2 separate regions of the Oryctolagus cuniculus genome follow, and region 1 is linked to region 2. A link is a contact called in public Micro-C data. All regions are on one chromosome and are shown on one strand. Each heading gives the region's core, a stretch centred on a gene start, on an enhancer-like site or on the middle of the called end of the contact. The rest is flanking DNA. Distances are from core to core; before and after follow the strand shown. Region 1 holds the start of CCNH (cyclin H). Region 2 holds the start of COX7C (cytochrome c oxidase subunit 7C).

Region 1 (3,642 bases), core at 1,045-3,544, 780 kb before region 2:
TTGCATATGTTACATGATAAAGATGCTACACTATGTATTGCTCTACCTAGGAGCATGATGAAACATTCATTTCATAATCCAACATCACATCCAGCTAATCTGAGCACAGATATTGAGTATCACTATGGAATTTATCCCTTCATTCTATTTTCTTTTAATGAGGATTTTGTAAAGGACTCTTTATCAAGACAGTCAAATAATTTCCAGAATAAAGTGATGCAACTCTAATCATTTTACTCTTAAAATTTTTTACTCATTACACACATGACTCAACTTGACATTAAAAACCCTGTGCAAATCTTCCTGCTAATTCAAATCTCATTTAGAGTCTCATTTAGAAGCATGGAAATTGTACTTTGAAAATATTGGGATAGGGAATGGGTGTTTTCCCTGACAACTGGAATGTCTGCATTCCTGCATCCTATATAAAAATGTTGGGTTTAATTCCTAAATCTGTCTCCTGACAGCTTCCCACCAGTGCATATCCTGGGAGGTAGTATGATGGCTCAAGTAATTGGATTGCAGCTACCGATGTGGGAGACCTGGATCGTATTTCAAGCTCCAGCCCTGCTGCAATAATTCAGAGTAATACTACTTTTTAGTTGGAACTCAGAATGCAAATAGGTAAAGGCACCAAGTTCTAAGTCCCCACTCTGCCTTCAATTAGAGAAGTAGAAAAGAAATAAACTGGTGCTCAATGGAGTGAATAGTAAAAAAATATCACTCAGGCTAAGTGACTAATGCCGCATCCAGCCTGCTCACTTTATTAAGAATTGTACACAAGCCTTAACATTAGCCTATCACCAACTTTATTCCACAGATGCTTGGATACAGCCCAATTCCTACTATACCTGAAAAAGACAGTTAATTTTCTTAGACTACGATTTGTTTAAGGTTTAAAAAATAGACCAGGAACACCAGGTTTTTCATATTTATCTTCCTAAATGAACCATGACACTCAACAATTTGACTTAGATCCCTGTGGAAATCATAGTCTGCCAACTCTGCCAAATGCCCGTTTGTAGCTGCTTCTATTTAAAACGAAGGAGTTGTCAAATAGCTCACAGAAGAACAAAAGCCACTGAAATGATGCACAGAACTGCCACAAACCCAAGATTGCACACACATACTCTACTTATCTGGATTACTTCTCTCCCTGCCTGCCTTTTGTACCTTTTTCTTTCTTCCTTGTAAGTTCTTCTTTCTCCATCTCCACCAGCTCTTAGTTGTCCATAGTGCATTGGACTCAGACCGCCATGTCCTCTTCAGCATCATCACGTCTTCTTCCCTCTTCCCTACTTTTTAGCAATGCACTGGTCTAGACTACGGACACATGTTCGATGGCACGGATCTCCAAAATGATCAACCACAAATGATAAAATTTAAGGAATTCTAAAACCGTAGCAAACCACAACTGCACCAAAAAGGGGGGGGGCTCCCCCTTTCTTAAATTTGTAAGACATTTTCATAGAAAGCAGAGTAAAGTCATCTTCCACCTGCTTTCACCCCTGTGGACGTTTCAAGACCTAAACTCCGTGTCTCGTCATCATCATCTGATTTTTGGATGAAATTTTCCTGGGGGCTTTGATACACAGAACTAGGTTTCCTTAAATGCGACAAACAGAACTGGCAAAGACTTAACTAATACGGATTTTGTACCTCAAGTGCAATTTTGGAAGCTGTAAACCTCTGTGACGGTAGTTATCGTTAAGACTCCCCAGAGTCCTTTACGAAGATGAGAATCTCAGGAGAACCCCGCAACCACCAGGACTCCCGGCTCCCGAGAGGAACTGGAAGCGGGCGCAAGCGTTACCCACAGGAAGGCAGGGGAGGCGGACAGACGAGGCCCCACTAGTGGCAAGACGGCAGCGTCCCACGTGCACTGCTCCGGTCGGCCAGCCCTGTTCTGCTCTCGGATGGTGACAGGGCTCCCAGGACACTGGTGTCCTCGGCTCTCCCGCCAAACACCCACGAACGCCTCCGCTGCAGGCCTCAAGGACGCAAGATGGCTGCCGACTTCGCGGCTCCCTCGGCGGTGCCCCGCCTCTCCTCAAACACCTTCCCCTTCAACACGGTCACCCTCCCTCGGGAATCTCCCTCAGCCTACTCCTCCCCTCACGCCTCGTCCCCTTCGGGTGCCCTCGGACCAGGCTTCCTTAAGCACCGGCTACAAGGGCCAACGCGCAGTCCCCAGCTCCCTGACCCGAGGGGGCGGGAAAGCCCGCGGCCCCGCCCACGTGCGTCGCAGGAGCCGCGCCGCATCCCGCCCTCCCAGGTTGCTCCGCGCAGGGCTCGGCACGTGATCGTGACGTCAGCGCGCGCGCCGCCGGCCTGGCGCACTCTCGGCTTCCGCGATCCCGCCGCGCTCGGGCTCGGACTTCGCCATGTACCACAACAGCAGCCAGAAAAGGCACTGGACTTTCGCCAGTGAGGAGCAGCTGGGCCGACTGCGGGCCGACGCCAACCGCAAATTCAAATGCAAAGCGGTGGCGAACGGGAAGGTGAGATTCCCCTCGAGGGGCGAGGGGCCGGTGCGGTGCGCGGCTCTCAGCCTGGTCGGCGGCGGGAGCTCCCCGGGCGCCCCCCGCGGCCTCTGCCTCGGCGGCGCGGGTGTGCGTGCGGGTGTTGGACAAGTGGGCGGGCGCCTTGCCGGGGTCCGAGTCGAGCCAGCGCAGTCCCCGCGTCGGGAGGCAGACGAGTAACTAGTGCTCGTAGCACGCTGAGAGCGCGCGGGCGGGCGCCTTCCACTCGCCCCGAGGGGATGGCGGGGAAGGCTTTTCCCCCGGGTGCAGGGTGCGGGAGATCGCGCGGGTGAAAAGTGGGCGGCGAGAAGTTGCCGGGCGGTGCGAGGTGTGTGGCTGCTGCTGCGGAGGGGGGGAGGGGTGGTCGCAGGGGCTGGGGAGGGCAGGCGAGGGACTTGGAATCTGTACTGAAAAGGCGGGAAACCTTGCAGAAATTCCAGCGGGAAATTAACTTTCTGGGATCTTGGTTCTGGAAGGCGATCTCAGGCAGCCTGGAGGGGAGCGCGTCAGGCGAGGCAGAGAGGAGACCCTGAGCCCAGCCAGTTGAAGACTGCCCACGGCCCCATAGCCACATCCCTTCCGTTAGGGGTCCCCGCCGGCTTTAATCCGTCAGCTCCACCCCTACCCCACCCCCCACCCACCCAGCACACGCCTCACTCCAGCAAGGGTCCCATGCGCCAGACCTGTTGGTACTGAGCTGCTCTAACTCACGTGTGTTTGCTATCACTGTGTTGCACCTGTGCTAACGATCGAGCGCTACTTTTAAAATAAAGTGCCCAGGACTGGGTAGCTTACAACAGCAGAAGTAGTGAAGGTGCTTACTGTTTCCTGTCGCAGCTGTGTGACATGATGGTTGACGGACAGAGAGATGCTGGAAGTTTGCCAACCACTGGAAGACCGTGTGCTTTTCGATTTATAATCGATGGCATCAGATCTGTTAGCATACGTATGCACGGACTTGGCTTCATGAAGTTCAGCTGACAGTCTGAGGCATTGAAATGACCACATACACTCTGACATGTTTTCCTGAAGCTGTTTTGTTTATGATGAGCGAGTCTAAAGAGAAAATGAGGCGTGGTGTATTTGTGTTTGTTCGAGAGGAAAGCTAAATGTAGTAAGA
Region 2 (3,886 bases), core at 498-2,997:
GCTCCGGCTGCTGTGGCCAATTGGGGAGTGAACCAGCAGATAGAAGATCTCTCTCTCCAACTCTCTGTGTTACTCTTTCAAATAAATAAAATCTTAAAAACAAAAAAAACAAAAAAAAAAACACTGGACGAGAACAGCAGAACTGAACACTTTACAGTCTCAACAGAAGTGTTCTAAGCCACTGTTACTTTTAGTAAAACTTCTCAAGACAGAACAATATTAATCAGTTTACCTGTTTACAAGCCACTCTAGAACAAGACTGCTTGGGCAAGAATCCTGTCCACCAACACTAGTTATCAGAAGTTGGGCAACTTAACATCTTTATGGATTAGCAAAGTATAATGGGCCTGACAATCAGTGGTACTCAATAAAGACTAGCCGCTTTGGTCAAGGAAATATTTGGTTATAGGTTTATCAATTCGTAACTCCAGGAATCGGTGTGGTGTGGTACAGTATAAAACTGAAAGCATTTCAGTGCTTTAGTGGACTTAGAAAAAAAGCTCTAGGGAGATCAGAAAAACCACGGATTACCTGTTAAACGGATGACCTAAAACATCCTTATTTCTTAAGCAGCTGGTGCCGTACTATGAAGAACGGGGCAGCAAATCCAGATCCAAGATACAAGGTCATCATAGCTAGCAACCTCCACTTGTTTTCCACTGAAAATGGCAAATTCTGTTGGAATAAAAGAACAGGAAACGAAACGAGAAAGTCAGAGTTTCATTTTGCAGATCCAAAGTCATGTCCGCAGGGAACGCTGGAGATGTCCGTCACACGTTCAGGTCACATAGGTCACGTCCCTCATCCTCTTAGACATTACCCTCCTAATCCTTTGACCCTCACTACCAGCTAAGAAGTATCTGACTCCAGCCAGCACCAGGTAGTCGTGTTAAGAACTCAGATGTAAGATGGCAACTCTCCACCCAGGAGACAGACGGCCCTGTAGACAGCATTACCTTCTGACTTTGGCATAACCAAGCAGCCACGCGCCCTAAATCCTGCACTTCCCAAGCAGGCCTCGCGGATTCCCCAAGGGTGTTGCTGCGGACGCCGCCATTTCAATGACCTGGACCTGAGGTTACCCCAGCTGCACCTGAGGGCAGCCAGATCTCCTAACTCAAGACAACTGGTTGGAGAAGGCTGGATCCGCAAGCACAGGCCCTCTCCTCCTCATCCGTTCCCAATGACCTTCACTCAGAGTCCGATGACCTCCAGCTCGGCCCGAGTCCCAAACACGGGCGGCCGCGGGCGGCCTCCCGGGCCAAGCCGACCTCGGCCGGGGCAGCGGCCCACGGGGCCAGGTAGGGCTGCCGGCTGCACCTGCCCACGTCCTCCCGGGGCTACTGCCGCGGTCGCTGGGGGTCGACCTGGGAGAAGCGGAACGCTAGCCTACTTCTCTGAGTTTCCGGCCTGCCCTCTCTCTCCACGCAGCTCGTGCCCAAGAGCCCCCTCCCCTAGCCCACCTGGGACCCTTTCACACTAACCTTCCCTGGGCCCTCCTCATAGTGGCTCCTACGGACCACGGAGGTTGTGAACCTCCGGATGCTCTGTCCCAACATGGCGCGGCTGGAAGCTCTGCGCGAGGCACAGAGACCGCAGAAGGAGAAATGGCGGAACCACACGAAACCTCGCTCCTTGCACGACCTTGTTCCCCTGTGTAAGGGCCGAAAAGGAGCATGGGAAGCGAACGTCGCAGAGACATCCGGAAACGCGACCAAGTGGCGGGCTCCGAGGATTGTGGGAGTTGTAGTTCAGAGCACAGAGGCAGGATTGTGGGAAATGAAGTCTCGCGCCGTTCACCCGGAAGAACGGACCCCTGGGTCTTGCGGCGGTGGTTCCTTAAGAACTCGGTTCTTTCCTTGACCTCAGGTTTAGGATTGTTGGGGTCTGTTTCCCGAAACGATTTCATTGAGTCAAGGGCAGCAGTTTATGGAACAGGAAAATAAACCCATCCTCCCAGCCAACACCGTTTGTGATTTTGCTCTGTTCTGTCCCAGCTGGGAGAGGAGGAGCAGTGCAAACGCCAGGGACCTGGGAGAAAACCCGAGCCGGAGCGCTCCCGCAGACACAGGGGAGTGAATGTGGCAGAGGCCGGGACGCGTTCCCGCTCAGAGTCGGCCTCGGATGGCCGGGGCCGGGCCTCCGGGGCAGTCACAGAGCGCCAGCCCCGCCGCCGTAGACCAGGAGAGCTGATGCCTGCAGGGTCCTGAGCGCAGACACTGCACAAGCCACAGAGATAAACAGCATGTGTGATGCGGCACTTACGCTTCTGACCAGTTACAGCCCCTGGGCAGGCCTTTCTGCCTCCCCGCGAGATTTAATAAGATGGTCAGAAGTCATGGGAAAACAAGCCCGGGCCTTCCCAACATTGACCGAGGGCCGCGGGGGCCCCTCGTTCCTGGTGGTCTGTGGCCTTCCTTGGTACAACACACAATGAACCCAACTTATGTAATTATATGTCTGTTCCTTGTGGCTGTTCACTCCAGGGGACTGCGAGGAAACCAGTGATAAATAAGCCTGGGAAAGTGGTGTTTGATTAGACTGTGAGGGGTCCAGCTAACCTAAACAGTGTTATTCATCTGGGAGCGAGTGTAGTGCCTCAGTACATACTTGCTCATTTATACGGAGTAATGAACAAGTGAGATTTAAGCGTATTTAGTGCAGAGGTTAAGACTGAGGGCTGCATCTGAGTGCCTGGAATCCGGAATCTGCTTTTGATCCCAGCTTCCGAATAATGTACTCCCTGGGAAGCAGCAGACTATGGCTCAAGGACTTGTGTCCTTGCCTACTTGGCTCCTGGCTTCCACCTGACCCAGGCCTGGCTGTTGCAGGCATTTGAGAAAGTGACCCAGCAAAAAGGAGCTGTTTCTAAATAAATAAATAAATATTTTTTAAAAGAACAAGTGAAATAAAACAAAAAAATTAAATAATGAAAGTTAGGATTTGTTTTGAGAACTGGTTACACAATGTATGCTTTTAAAATCTTTTTCTAGTTTTTGAAAGAGAAAAATCATGCCCTCTTCTTCAGAAAACCTTTAAAGATTAGTGTTCTGATTAGCTTCTAAGTGAATGGTGAGGTATATCCTGTACTAAAGATGGTGTCTTTGCCCTAATATATACAGAATATATGCATTTTATTTTTTAACAATTCCATTTAATGTCTTTGCATATTAAAAGAATGCTTTAACTGTATTTGGAAAGCTTTATGTTATGTCTCACTTCTACTTTTCAATCTAACTAATACTATCTGTAGATAGGGCTCACTGATGATTCTCATTCATATTAGTTGAATCTGTTCTGTGTATCTGGTTTTGAGCTGTTAGGAATCTGCAGGCCAGAGATTCTACCATATGGCTTCAGAATTGTCTGCTTCCTCATGGGCTCTGTGGAAAATTAAATATGGCTTCAAATTCTTTCTATCAAGAGATAGCATCTATATCTTCTCTTTCTAAATGTGGATGGTTCCCCTGTGACTATTTTTGCCAAAAGAATATAGAAGAAGTGCCGGTGTCCCAGGCCTAAGGATATTGGTGGCTTCTCCTGCCGCATGAAACACGTTGGCCTGGGACTCCTGAGCCTCGTGTAGGCAGTTTGTTTTCTCTGCCTCCTAGAGAATCTCCAAGAACCTACCCAAGGAAGATGGCTGACTTGGGTGGCAGGCACGGGAGTGAAGCCATCTTGGGCCTTTCAGCCCAGCCCAGCCACCAGCTAATATCACTGAATATGATCCCAGTCAATATGGAATAGAGCACAGTTGCCCAGTTGAGCCCTGCCCTAAATGTTGATCTGCAGATTCATGGGTATAATACAATGATCATTATTTTGAGTAATTAAGTTTGGGGTAAGTTGCTATGCAGCAATAGACATCTAGAAGTAATACAACTGC

Evidence for each region. A called contact is a pair of places that touch in the nucleus more often than the background predicts.
Region 1: a Micro-C map of ear pinna shows a contact between it and region 2, with 9 times the contacts expected there. The contact joins the promoter of CCNH here to the promoter of COX7C in region 2. A contact is called at or near these places in 2 of 6 Hi-C or Micro-C datasets (ear pinna and an unstated tissue).

Annotation. Positions count from the first base shown.
Region 1 is chr14:10,328,239-10,331,880 of mOryCun1.1, reverse strand. It overlaps CCNH (cyclin H), which reads left to right and starts at 2,294. Exons shown (of 9, transcript XM_002713905.5): 1 at 2,294-2,501. The coding sequence starts at 2,385.
Region 2 is chr14:9,551,429-9,555,314 of mOryCun1.1, reverse strand. It overlaps COX7C (cytochrome c oxidase subunit 7C), which reads right to left and starts at 1,747. Exons shown (of 3, transcript XM_017344576.3): 1 at 1,485-1,747; 2 at 532-675. The coding sequence starts at 1,559. The coding sequence ends at 559.